2 separate regions of the Arachis hypogaea genome follow, and region 1 is linked to region 2. Evidence: chromatin contacts called from public Hi-C data. All regions are on one chromosome and are shown on one strand. The core of a region is the stretch at or near the end of the contact, and the rest is flanking DNA. Distances in the headings are between cores, read along the strand shown. Region 1 overlaps LOC112755635. Region 2 holds the start of LOC112755634 (replication protein A 32 kDa subunit A).

Region 1 (6,394 bases), core at 253-2,752, 67 kb before region 2:
TTATAAATTTCAGGGAATAGCGGGGACAGGGCGGGGATCCCCGCTCGGGTCCCCGCGCATGCTTCGGGGGAATTTTGTCCCCCATCTCCATCCCCGCAGAAAAAATTCTCCACAATCGGATCTCCATTCGGGGCAGTTCCCGCAGGAATTCCGCTTCTCGAAAAATTTTGACATCCCTATGGACAACAACCAAACGTTGCCAATGTCTGTGTCTTCATTGTTTTGATACAGTAAACACAACCTTAGGAATTATTTGGTCAGTGTCGATGTCCAATTGAGAAATGGACATAGTATCACGCATTTACTATTTATTTGATAAGACAAATTTTTAATGGACTCAGTGACATAAAAATGCACACATTAGTATCTCTCCTTTTAAGTTGAAACAGATTTTAGACATGGACATGGATTTTTTTGACACTTTTGCCCTTATATTTTCTTATTTCCAATTTTACCCTTTAACATTCAACCCAAATCCACCTCTTTTCTCCTCCTTCCTTCCTTCCTCTCACCCTTGTCTACTCCTCCTTGCCCTCACCCAAATTTGCCACCTCTCCTCCTCGTCCCTCCCTACTACTCGTCATAGCCCGTCAACCTCCCCTCCTCTCTCTTCCCACCATCCATCTCGTAGCAATCTACATCATGGCCCCTCTTCCAACTTGATCGTCCTTCCCGTCGCCTTTGTCTTCATGTTCCTCTACATTTTTTTTCCTACTCTAGTCGCTCTCTTCCTTATTCCCTCTACCAACTCTCCCTCCTCTACTAGAATCCGTCTGTCACACGGGTTACACGGCATTTGTGTCACGCTTGGATATGCTTCGTTTTAGTTGTCTTCACTACCCACCACTGCCAGATCTCCTCCAATTGCCCTTTACCTTATTAGTGTCTTGACAATCAAACGGACTACAAGTATTCATGTGCATGTGTCTGTGCATAAATGCTCCGTTTGGTAACAATAGACACAATGCAGTGGACAGAGACACAAAGATATAGATATAAACATACACATGTTTGGTAACAATATACACAAGACACCAAATTTACATTCATATCAAAATACTAAATTTATCCTCCATCCGTAACACCACTATCACCACCATCATCTACAACTATCATCACTACCACTATCAAATTCATCATCATCATCATCATCTATAGTTAACAAAAAAAATCTTGATAAATTTCTTAAAAAAAATGACAGAGAGGGAAAGGCAGTAATCATAATAACAATCAACCAAAATAAAAAAAAAATCGAAAGAATGAGAGATGGGGTGACAGCAATAGAAGGATAGAGGAATGCAATGGCGGCTGTGAGTTGTTGGAAGGCGATGGTAGTTGTGAAACGGAGGAAGGTGAGTAGGCAAGGGGCTATGAGTGTTCCTATGTCGCCAGGGGTGGGCCTTGCGAAATGTTGGGTCGTAAAATGTTGGGTCGTAAAGGGTGGACGACGACAGCGTTGTGAGTTGTTGGGCCGCTAGGGGTGCACGGCGACGACTCTACGATGGCGTTGTGACGGTTGCAGTGGTGGGTGATAGAGACGAATGGCAAAAACTGGCGGCATCAGCAGTGGTAGAGGGGGGAGTGATGGAGGGAAGAGGGGAGTGGTAGAAGAAGATGGAGGAGGGAAGGGGGAGGGGGAGAGAGAGAGAGGAAGAAACATTATTAGAATTTAGAGTTAAAATTGAAATTTAAAAATTATTCAAGGACAAAAAGGAAAAAAAAATTAGTGTCTTGTGTCTATGTCTTTGTGTTTCAACTTAAATGTGGTACAAAATTTTATATATTTGTGTCCATATGTATCTTCCCGTGTTCATCAAATTTGTGTCTCATCAAACTAACAAGAGGATGTGCGTTGGCAACCAAATGCTATATGCACATAGATACAGATGCACATGAATACTTGTAGTCTGTTTGATTGTTAAGACACTAATAAGGAAATATGAACACATTTGTCATCAAATACTAATTTTATCTCTAACGAGGAAGTTGTTGGTGATCAAAGTGATGACAGTACAAAGTCAAATTTCAAAACTTTTGAAGGGACAGAATTGTATTAAAAATGTGTCTCATCTAATAGCTGTGTCCTACTATCTAACAAAACGTTAAATAAATTTATTTTGTGTATCGTGTGTCAGCGAGACCTTCTGAAATGTGCGTCTTATTAAACAAATGTCATGTCAAGTATCTGTATTCTAGCTTTCTGGCAATACCCTAAATACATCTCTGCAGCATTGCTATTGCTGGCGGTTGGCCTCGTCGTCCTCCACTCCAAGTGGTTTTCCTTTTCCAACTTTTCCCTACCCCTGTTTCGGTGACTCTGTTCTGTTCCCCTTGTTATATACAGAACATTAGTTTCGTTTCCCCTGTTGGTAGCCACCATCCGGAATGAAAAATGATATGATATCGGTATCATTCACTGCATATTTGTTGTTTGCCAATTAAAAGAGACCCCAAATTCTTTTTATTTGTCCAGTTGAACCAATGCATATTTGATTTGTTAACCATGCTTTTGTTTCAGGACATGAAACGTCCGTTTAAACCAATGAAGGATCTTGACATGGAGAAAGTTATCTCTGACATTGCTGAGGAGATATCAAACACCTGACGCTAGATAGGTATTATTCTTAATGGTTGAAAACTGTCTATAGTTTGTAGTTAACTAGCTGCTTTTGTGGTTATTTTGAGATGACCAAACTTGGAGTCTCATAATTTGGTGTCAACTAACTGAATTACATTGAGGTTTCATTGACTGTATTTTGGTCATATTACAATATATCTTGTCAGTAGTATTTAGTATACTTCATTATTTGTGCTAAGATTGTTAATGTTTCTACTTTCTAAGTTTCTATATTTTCTCTGTTGTTATTTCTATCTCCTATCTATTGGCAAATCAAAGGATTCCATTGACATGCTCCTTGAATTTCATATTGATATGATAAGTCATTTTCGACTTTTTTTGATGCATTTATATAAATTGTATTTTGATATAAACATACATTATATTCGAATACATTTACTTATAAATGTACGAGTAAACTATCAAAACAGTATTTGAAAGTTTGCATAATTGACAAAACAAATTGCAAAAAATATGAATGATAAATAAGTTATCGACAGATTTAAAAATACGACAAAAGAACTAGATATTAAATATATATTCTAAAAATAATTTTAAAAATTAAATTTTGATGCAGATTTTTAGAATTATTATTAAAAAATGTTTTTTTATCTTTAAAAATTGGTAATTTTTTTTAAAAAATTATTGTGAATGACTTTTTGAAAAATAAAAAAATTTTGAAATTGAATTTTGCTTCGAATTTTTGTATGTATTTTTAAAATATTTATTTAAATGTTATTACAAAAATTTATATCTAATAAATAAGTTGTTTGTTAAATATAAAAACTTTTTTGTTATTTACAAACAATATAATATTTGTTGATCTTTTTTGTTGTATTTTCGAATCATTCAAAAACTGATTTATTACTAACATCTTTCATGAATTTTTTTATCATTGGTTAAATCTTTTGGATATCAAATTCATAATTAATTCCAAATGTATTAATAAAGTTAACGTTACTTTATCATTGGGGAATGGAAGGAGTAAAAGATGTAGATGAAATATTTTGTCACTAGTATTTTCCTTTGTTTTACTTGCGACTTGTTTGAAATCCCAATTCCCAAGTATAATGCCATAACAATATTAGAAAAATTGATATAAGACGAGGACCATTTGACAATGTCAAAATGGGTTGAATTTGTAGAGCTAACACATTTGGGAAAGAAATGTTCGATGATCAATATTTTTTCTTTATGTGCCTTTTACATTTGAGTCAACATTAGTCGATTATCTGTCTTTACATTAAAAGTGTTAGTTAGTTAATAGTTCCTTAGCATTCACTTCTATCAAAAATATAAGATTAAATATTTGTTTAAATCAATGAATTAAAACAGATAAAAAGTAAACGGATCAATAACCTATTTAATTCGTGGGGTTTGAATGAGTTTGATTATCAACTTTATCATTGTCTGGTGAAATAAAGTGGTATAACTTCTATGCTATTTCAAGGGTTAAAGCTAATGGAGAGAAAAAAAAAAAAAACAAAACCGATAAATATATACTTGGGTCGAATTGCCTTGGGTTTGTTAGATTCAGAATAACTCTCTTATATTCATCTTAAGTTACTATCCGTTGTGTTTTATCAAAATTTTTGTGGTAAATTATTTTCTGGGTTAGTTTATTATTAACCTAATACTATTAGGTTTGGACTTAGCCATGGGTCATGGCCTAATAATTCTAAAAGAATTTATGCATTATAATAAAAAAAACTAAAAAATTATTGCTTTTTTTTTGTTTATTAAATCCTAAATCTTTTGGAAAAAAAGACAACTCTACAAAAAAATGAATCAAATATTCAAATATGAAAGTACAAACTACAGACAAATAATATAAACCAAAGGAATATTATTTATAAGGACTAAAAATATATTTAATTTGTTTCTTTCCATATTTTGGTAGATATCTATTTACTTAATATATTAAAACTGGGTTTTGCCCAAACTAATAAAAGTGAGGTGTTGATTCTTCATGAATCTATTTTCCGCCAAAATAAATGCACTATATTTTCTTCTAAGTTTATTTTATAAAAATATCTTTATTATACTTATACTTTAATTAGCATTTAAGTAATAATGTATAATTATACTAATTTAGGAAAATATATTTATTATAGTTATATAAAATCAATATTTAATGCATTATTAAATTACTTATCAATTATCAATCGAAAATATTTTTAATAATAATAATAATAATAATAATAATAATAATAATAATAATAATAATAATAATAATAATAATAATAATAATAATAATAATAATAATAGGGATAAGTATTGTTTTGTTTCCTAGCGCTGAGGGTCAAAATCGAAACCGTCTCCAACGTAATTTTTTATTTAGAATCTTCCTTACCGTTTTTTTTTCGTATTAAAATCGTCTAATGTAACAATAATTTTTTGTTTTGGTATTTTTGCCAGAGACAAATACTCAGACAAAGACGTTTAAAACGTGGGATTTGATCTCATTCGTTGAATAGATTATAATATATTAGATTTTTGACACGTGACATAAATTAAATGAGTTATATTCTTAAAATTATTAATTTGACCCTGATACCAATTTTTTAATTTGTTTACAATTTAAAATTTTAATAAAAATTTTATTAGAGGTTTGCTTTAATTATTATTGTTTTTTATAAATTTTATAATACTATTTTTCTGTTTTTATTTCATTATTATTTTGATATTTTATTCGATCTTATCACGTGCGTTTACACTTGTTATTTCTCTAATTTTTACTTTTTGATCAATTTGATCTATCAATTTTAAGGCTAATAAAATTTGTCCTTTTATTGTTATCTAAATAGAAAAGATACTAACACTCTAATAGTTTAAAAAATATTTTTTATTTTTATTTTGGGTATTTTTTCTTTCAAATTTCAGAAAAAAATATAAAAATTTTATTTTTATTTTTATATATATACTTTTTTCTGTTATAAAACTTAAAAAAAAAAACACAAACCAAATTTGGTTATACTAGGAATCAAACCAACCAAAAAGGACCGTTACTCCATTTGTTCGAAATTCTTTCTCATCATCAAGAAAAATAAAATAACGTAGATCACTTTACAAAAAAATTATTTAAAATTGGCAAAGTTTGTAATGAACGAATAATAATTTTGAAAAAAAAAGAAAAAAGAAAATGATAACCATAAGAATAATAAAAAATGATATAAAAATTTAGTTATTAGTTGATTTTCTAGTTATTAACTCATTTTTGTAAGTTCCTCACATTTTTATTAATTTAAGTAACTTAAAGGTGTCTATCATCACTTTAATTACCTAAGCATATATACTTAATATACTAAAACTTGTTTTCCTCGACTAATAAAAGTGAGGTGTCGATTCCTCGTGAATTCATTTTGCCGCCAAAATGAATGCACTATTTTCTCTCCTAAGTTTATTTTATAAAAATATCTTTATTATACTTATACTATAATTAGCATTTAAGTAATAATGCATAATTATACTAATTAAGAAAAATATCTTTATTATAGTTATATAAAATCAATATTTAACGCATTATTAAACTACTTATCAATTATCGATCGAAAATATTTTTATTAATAATAATAATAATAATAATAATAATAATAATAATCATAGGGATAAGTATTATTTTGGTCTCTAACGTTGAGGGTCAGAATCGAAACCGTTCCCAACGTAATTTTTGATTTAGAATATTTCTAAACGTTTTTTTTCGTATTAAAATCATCCAATATAACAATAATTTTTTGTTTTGGTATTTTTTCCAGAGACAAATACTCAGGCAAAAAC
Region 2 (6,614 bases), core at 1,440-3,939:
CTGATGAAGGATTTGCAGGAGTGATTCCTTCTGCCTGAAATACATATAAAAAATTGTAAATTATTATGAATTATTATGTATATACAAAGGAATAATGTATGAGAGCGCACACAATTCTCAAATTATCATATTCTTGAAAGTCTATGCAGTCTAAACTGCTATAATACTATGATCAAACAGAAAATAGACTAGCATTATAGAAAAGCCATGCCTACCTTTACTTTGGTGTGGAGGTGATTATGTATGCAATCAACAAAGTGAAATGAGATCTCGTCAAAATTTGTCACAGGCCTGTTAAAATCACCACAAACAAGATAAGCATCATACAAGCCAATACACCAAACTGGCATGTTACAAATATAAAAAATTTGGCCACAATGATTAAAACATAGATTGTATTTATGCCACACGTCAAGGTAAAATGCCATAAGAACATAAGACCTTAAACTAGCAGATCAATTTTCCAAATATGCAAATCCATCAAATAGACTAACAACCAAGATTCAACCCAAAGTTCAACATTTGCAAAATAAATAAATAAATAAACATGAGGACGCTGATCACAATCAACAAAACATCTAAAATGAAAGTTCCAAGCCAAAACCATCAAAGAGTTTTGAACAACATGCATCATATAATCCCAGTAAGACAATGAGAAATAAGCTAAAAAATTATCAAAAACTAGGCTATTTTACTCGCATGATTGTAAAGGCACTCAATCAGACAACATAAATAATGCCAAATCATCTTTAAGACTAAAATCAGTACACACATTCTGTAAGGAATGGTTGGCAGCCCACGATCAATTCATTCATATCAACTAGTCAACTACAAATGAAAAGGAAGTGAAAAAAAATTCTCAAAACTTAACCAATTAACAGCAGCAGCTGAGACAAACATAATCAAGAGGTACTCAGCTAGCATTAACTTGCATACACATTCAGTGCTTTTTAATCTTTGTATAATTTTTTTTTAAACATCAACTTAAAATATAACTTTATCCAGCAAAATCAAACACAATCAAGAGAAAGTAACTGCTAGTTCTGATATACCCATTAATGAAACATCTTTAAGCAGCCATGACTAAATGCAGTCCAGGAAAACTGCACCCTAATGTAGATTAATAATGAATTCCTAACTCACTGGGAACACCTGCTGATTGGCAAGAACTCTAGACATCCAAATCAAAGCAACTAACAGCTGCAGGTGATGCCTAAATGAAGTCAGTAATCAGTGTAATCTTTTACTGAATTCAACGGTTGAGACTTGAGCTCAAATGCTTTGGGTCTCTCTTGCAATCCTGCTATATGTTAAGGGCCTAAGCAATTGGATCAATTTTAGTGATCATCCAATAATAATATTTTTTATTTTCCAAATATTTAGCCTTCAGTTAGGCATTCTGTGGAATTACATTTGGCACGCAACAAACTAACATGGTAAATCTAAAAAGTGAACCATGGCACAATTGATCATAGCATACAACAAATGGATCTAGCACACATGCCTGACTGAGAAGACAACAAGCTGCTTCACACCTTGAAAGCTTTTCAAGTGGCCATAAACACGAACATACATACCATCCCTATCATTAAATAATTTGATAAGGTAAGAGATAACAGATGTAGATAGAGACTATGCATGTTGCCAATAAGCACTTTAACATCCAAAGTTAAGAACTTACTGTACTTCTTCCATTTCTTTGGTGTCAAAAGCCTCATTGACCCTAGCCACATTGTCAACAAGAAAGTCAAACTCTTTTCAGCTCTCCAAAATACATCGCCTCATATAGTCAAGTTCACAAAAGCCACTAGCACATGTATTAACATTTATTTTAGATAGAAATTAGAAAATGTGAACTTACCATCTTCGGCATTTGATTCGTCCAGTTCCATCATCCAAAACAAAATTAACATCAGTGGTTCTCTCAGCTTTCTCAAACATCATTCCAACCAATGTAACCTGAATACACAGGGTCAAAATAGTACAAAATAAGATAAATTTATTCTGTCCTTCCAAGATCCGGTTTTAAACTACACACTTGTAACCAAAAAAAAAATACCGTAAAAATCACCAGGAGAACAAACAAATCCAAGTTCATACATTTTTAATTAAAATTTGAGTATCTGACAGATAAAATAGCACAACAGCAGCTAAAACCTTACATTGTTTACATCAATACCGTTAATCACAAAATTCGATTTTTCATCACCAGAATGCGAAGCTTCACTTATCTGCTTCACTGTCACCGGAATCAAACCCTGAGTTTCACGGCTCTATAAAAAAAAATTAAAATTTAAAAAAGTCAAAATAGGTCGAAACCACAAAAAAAAAGGGGTTAGTCAAGAGATTTAACAAGCGAAAACACAATAATACTGCACAGTATTTCATTACCAACAATCTTTCAAAAGGTAAAGTTGCAATTAAGCTTTCGATGCAAACCAAAACACTTTCTCCTTGTTATAATTTTCCCCTAATTTAGCTTCTTCTTTTTTTTTTTCTACGACGATTTCCTTTTCAGAGAAAAACCGAAAACTTTGAGAAAAGAGAATGAGAATAGAAGTGAGAGAAAGAAGAGTTTACTTTAGCGGCGGAAGGGGATGAATCATTGAGGTTGGTGGATTGGGATGCCATGAAACCGCCGCCGGAGAAGGCGGTGGTGGCGTCGAACTGGGAGCCAGAGAACATCTTCAAAACCCTAGAAAGAGAAAGAGAGCAGAAACGAAGAAAGAAGAGTGAAGAAACTGAGAACGCGATGCGAATAGATGAAGTGTTCAAAAAGGGAAATGGGTGCTTTGTTTTTACTTTTTGGTTTTTCCCGCCAATAATGCTTCGATTTTTCCCGCCGTTTTAGGGTTTCCTTCTTTTAACTCCCTCTTGTCCGATACTCCGATCAGATCTAATCTACTGAATCTTTGATTCAGACCCTTTTCTTAAAATGAATAAACTGCTATTTTATCCTAAGAAAAATCAATTCCAAAACAAATGAAAAAAAAAATCTTAATTCTTCAGAGATTATTTTCATTTATTCTATAGAATTTCATTATATACTTATTGGGATACAGAGTTTTAAACTATTATTAAATAAGATATTTACACAACTTAAGAAATAATGGATAATGTGTATAGGCTAGATTCAGTTCATAAGTAATAAAAACTTTATTAGAAAAATATTAGTAATTTTAGTTCATGGTATATATAGATAAAATATTATAATATAATTTGCTTAAAGGATAACCAAAATGCATCTGAATTATTTTGATGGTGATAAAAATATTTTTGAATTTTTTTATTAATAAAAATATTTTTAAATTATTTTAAAATACGATAAAAATGTTAAAAAATTATTATTTTAAAATAATAAATGACTTTTGTATTTGACAAACTACTTATATATTTAATCCAAAATTTTATAGAAATATTTAGATAATTATTTAAAAAATACCCAAAAAATTAGATAAAAATTTGATCTCTAAATTTTGTTATTTTTTAAAAGTAGTATTAGTTATCGACAAAAAAAATATATTTAGCACAAAAATATCAAATTTTAAGGATAGAAATATTTTATTTTTCTAACAATATTTGCAAAAGATCACATTAAAATTCAATCTCTAAAATATATTTTAATAATACATATTTAGTATTAGGCATTTTTATCACGTTTTTAAATAATTTAAAGATATTTTTGTTGATAACAAAATTCGAAAATATTTTTGTCAGCACCAAAATAATTTGAGTGCATTTTTCGTACTTTACCCTTTGTTTAAAAGAATAGGGTAAACTACCAAAAATACACTCGAATAATTTTGTTGCTGACAAAATGCACCCTAATTTTGCTATCGACAAAAATATTGTCAAATAATTTTAAAATACGATAAAAAATCCAACATTAAATATTTTAGAAATTTAACTTTGATGAGGCTTTTGCAAGTATGGTTAGAAAATTGAAAATTTTTTATTTTTAAAATTTGGTGATTTTTTGTTAAGTATATATTTTTTTGTGATTTTTTATATTGATGCAAAGATTAGCATTAGATGATCAGAATTCAGACCCTCTAAATGTGCTTCAATATGCTCTCCTGATGTAAGAGGGCTTCCTAAAGTCGCAAGAGAGTCAGCAACATGTTTGATCTTGAACACATACTCAGAGACAAATAATCCATGTTTCTTGTTGAGTTTCAACTATGCATTGAGTTGTTTGATCTTATACATGATTGACTCGACGAAGTAATCTTCAATCTTTTTTCATATTTAAAAACTATAAGCACTGCCTACCATTTTGTTTTTGAAATTCAGATCCATTGATGCCAGCATCTATGATATGAGATTGTAATCATCTTATTTTCGCTGTTTGTAGTGAGTAAATTCTTTCCTAGCAATTCAATCTTCTTCAGAAAGGTATTGAGGAAGAATTTTTTCTAATAGAAGATCTTGTAAATCTTGTCTATAAACGATAATCATAACTTATTGTAATCAAGTATTGTGATTATTTTTGCCAAGTTTGTCTCCAATTGAGGTGAATAGTCATTGATTCATAAAAAATGCAATGGTAAAAACAGATGTGACGATATTTTAAAAATTACTGTTACTGTTGACAAAGTTAGAATTAGAAGATAATTCAGCTATTGAAAAGTAGAAATTTAAACTCTACTATCTCAAGAGAATTGAAACATGTAATTTCAAAACAAAAAGATGAACAGAAAATAAAAACATGACGATGATATATACAAATTAGGCAATAAAACTAAAAAAAAAAACTTAAAACAATTTAGTAACGAAAAAAATATAGTAAAACAGAATTGAAATTATGTGAAATATGCATTACACACCCTTTAACAACATGAATTCTTATTTATACATGACTCATTAATTCATACTAGCAGAATTTTACTTTTTTTTTTCTTGATATACATTAATACTACTGATTAAATTTGTCTTAGTATTTACTACATCTTTCATAGAGAGTGGCGATACATTGAAGGTGTTTACGAGTGAAGTGATATTAGATTCATCTTAGTCAAAACTCAGTCTTAATTCTTAAATATCGATGGATTTATTTTTTAGATTTTCATCTAACTCTAAACCCTTGATAAATTTTATTATTTTTGGGTAATGATAAAATTTGAGTCTTGATTGAGTTAAAATCGAGCTTAGATAAAGTTAAAACTAAAATATTAAATTCTGTATATATTTAATTTGTATGGTAACAAAAACAATTATACAAAAATTTTTAATATTAATTCATCGTATTTGAAAAATCAAACATACTCATTATTAAATATTTATAGAGTATATACTCATTTTGGTCCTCAAAGTATTTTAAATTTGACACTTTAGTCCTCAACTAAAATTAATTACTTGATTGGTCCCTAACAATTAATTCCGTCAGTCACTTAGGTCCTTTACTCCATTAACTCTAACGGAGAACAAAATAGTCCCTGACAACTCTAATAGGGGACAAAATGGTCCCTGATCTCCTATATTCGGAAACGACAATGTTCTCTCATAATTTTCATCATATCTCGCATAATACTAACAGTCTAACATTGTAACTTCAAACTACATAATACACACTCTATAAATTTAATGTTCACGAGAAAAAATTCTCAACTTGTTCTCAACTAATTCATACTCAGGAAACTAATGCCTATGTCTCTCAACTAGTTATCGTATTCGATGGATCCCATGAATCTAGACAGCAAGTCTGATTTGTTAAGATCCGTCGTCATCGTTGTCATCTCCCTCTTCCTCTGCCCTATCATCTCCATGACCACATTGTCCACCACTCTAATCGCTTCCTTTAGCTTCTTCTCTGAACCAATATTTAGTAATCGCTTCAGTTTCCATATGAGCGGCAACGGCAATATTGCTCGTTGTACTGATAACTTGGATGCGAGGTCGAAACTGTTTGCTAACTTGGACTTTGAAAAAAAAAAAGAATGAAACACTCAGTGTCTATTTCAAATGATAATTTGTATATGATGGCAAAGGAGAATCTTTTCATGATGTCCTAGTGTCTAACAATCTATATTGGTTGCCAAAGAGTGGAGAAAGGCGTCCCCTTGGAGTAGTTGTGGAACTTGGTCTTAAGGACGTCGTGAACATGTCGGAGTTGGAGGTGATGTTATCGAAGACATGAAAGTGGATGCTTTTGGTGGGTGAAGTGCAGAGGAGGTGGATGTATCAGTCACAAATATTTAGGAAGTGTGTGGTCTATGACATGTTGAGGTAGGTGTGACACATGTGACAATTACACCATGGCTTAATTTTGGAGTTAAAGAGGAAGAAGGAAACGATGAAAAAGAAGACTGTGAAGGTGAAGAAGGAGAGTATGAATGTTAGGGTTTGCGATATATGATAAAAATTGGGGACGAACAGTGTCGTTTTCGAATAAAGGGGTCATGGATCATTTTATCCCTTGTTAGAGTTGTCAGGGACTATTTTGTCCTCCGTTAGAGTTGTCAAGGACTATTTTGTCCTATGTTAGAGTTAACGAAATAAAGGACCTAAATGACTGATGGAATTAATTGTTAGGGACCAATCGAGTAATTAATTTTAGTTAGGGACTAAAATATCCGGTCTAAAATTCTTTAAAGACCAAAATGAGTATATACTCA

What was found. Hi-C and Micro-C count contacts between places; a contact is called where the count stands out from the background.
Region 1: a Hi-C map of an unstated tissue shows a contact between it and region 2, with 3 times the contacts expected there. The contact joins the enhancer-like site here to the promoter of LOC112755634 in region 2. A contact is called at or near these places in 2 of 8 Hi-C or Micro-C datasets (leaf and an unstated tissue).

The regions. Positions count from the first base shown.
Region 1 is chr6:110,076,074-110,082,467 of arahy.Tifrunner.gnm2.J5K5, reverse strand. It overlaps LOC112755635, which reads left to right. Exons shown (of 4, transcript XM_025803851.2): 4 at 2,519-2,816. The coding sequence ends at 2,605. Among protein-coding and RNA genes, the nearest start is that of LOC112755635, 8.8 kb to the left of the region's middle. Within about 2 kb of position 1,502, at least 1 of the 3 cell types and tissues checked has open chromatin away from gene starts, as enhancers often do.
Region 2 is chr6:110,009,700-110,016,313 of arahy.Tifrunner.gnm2.J5K5, reverse strand. It overlaps LOC112755634 (replication protein A 32 kDa subunit A), which reads right to left and starts at 2,689. Exons shown (of 10, transcript XM_025803848.3): 1 at 2,581-2,689; 2 at 2,163-2,273; 3 at 1,862-1,959; 4 at 1,682-1,723; 5 at 1,505-1,582; 6 at 216-291; 7 at 1-34. The coding sequence starts at 2,685. LOC140173518 (a long non-coding RNA gene) reads left to right here. Exons shown (of 2, transcript XR_011862672.1): 2 at 2,519-2,967.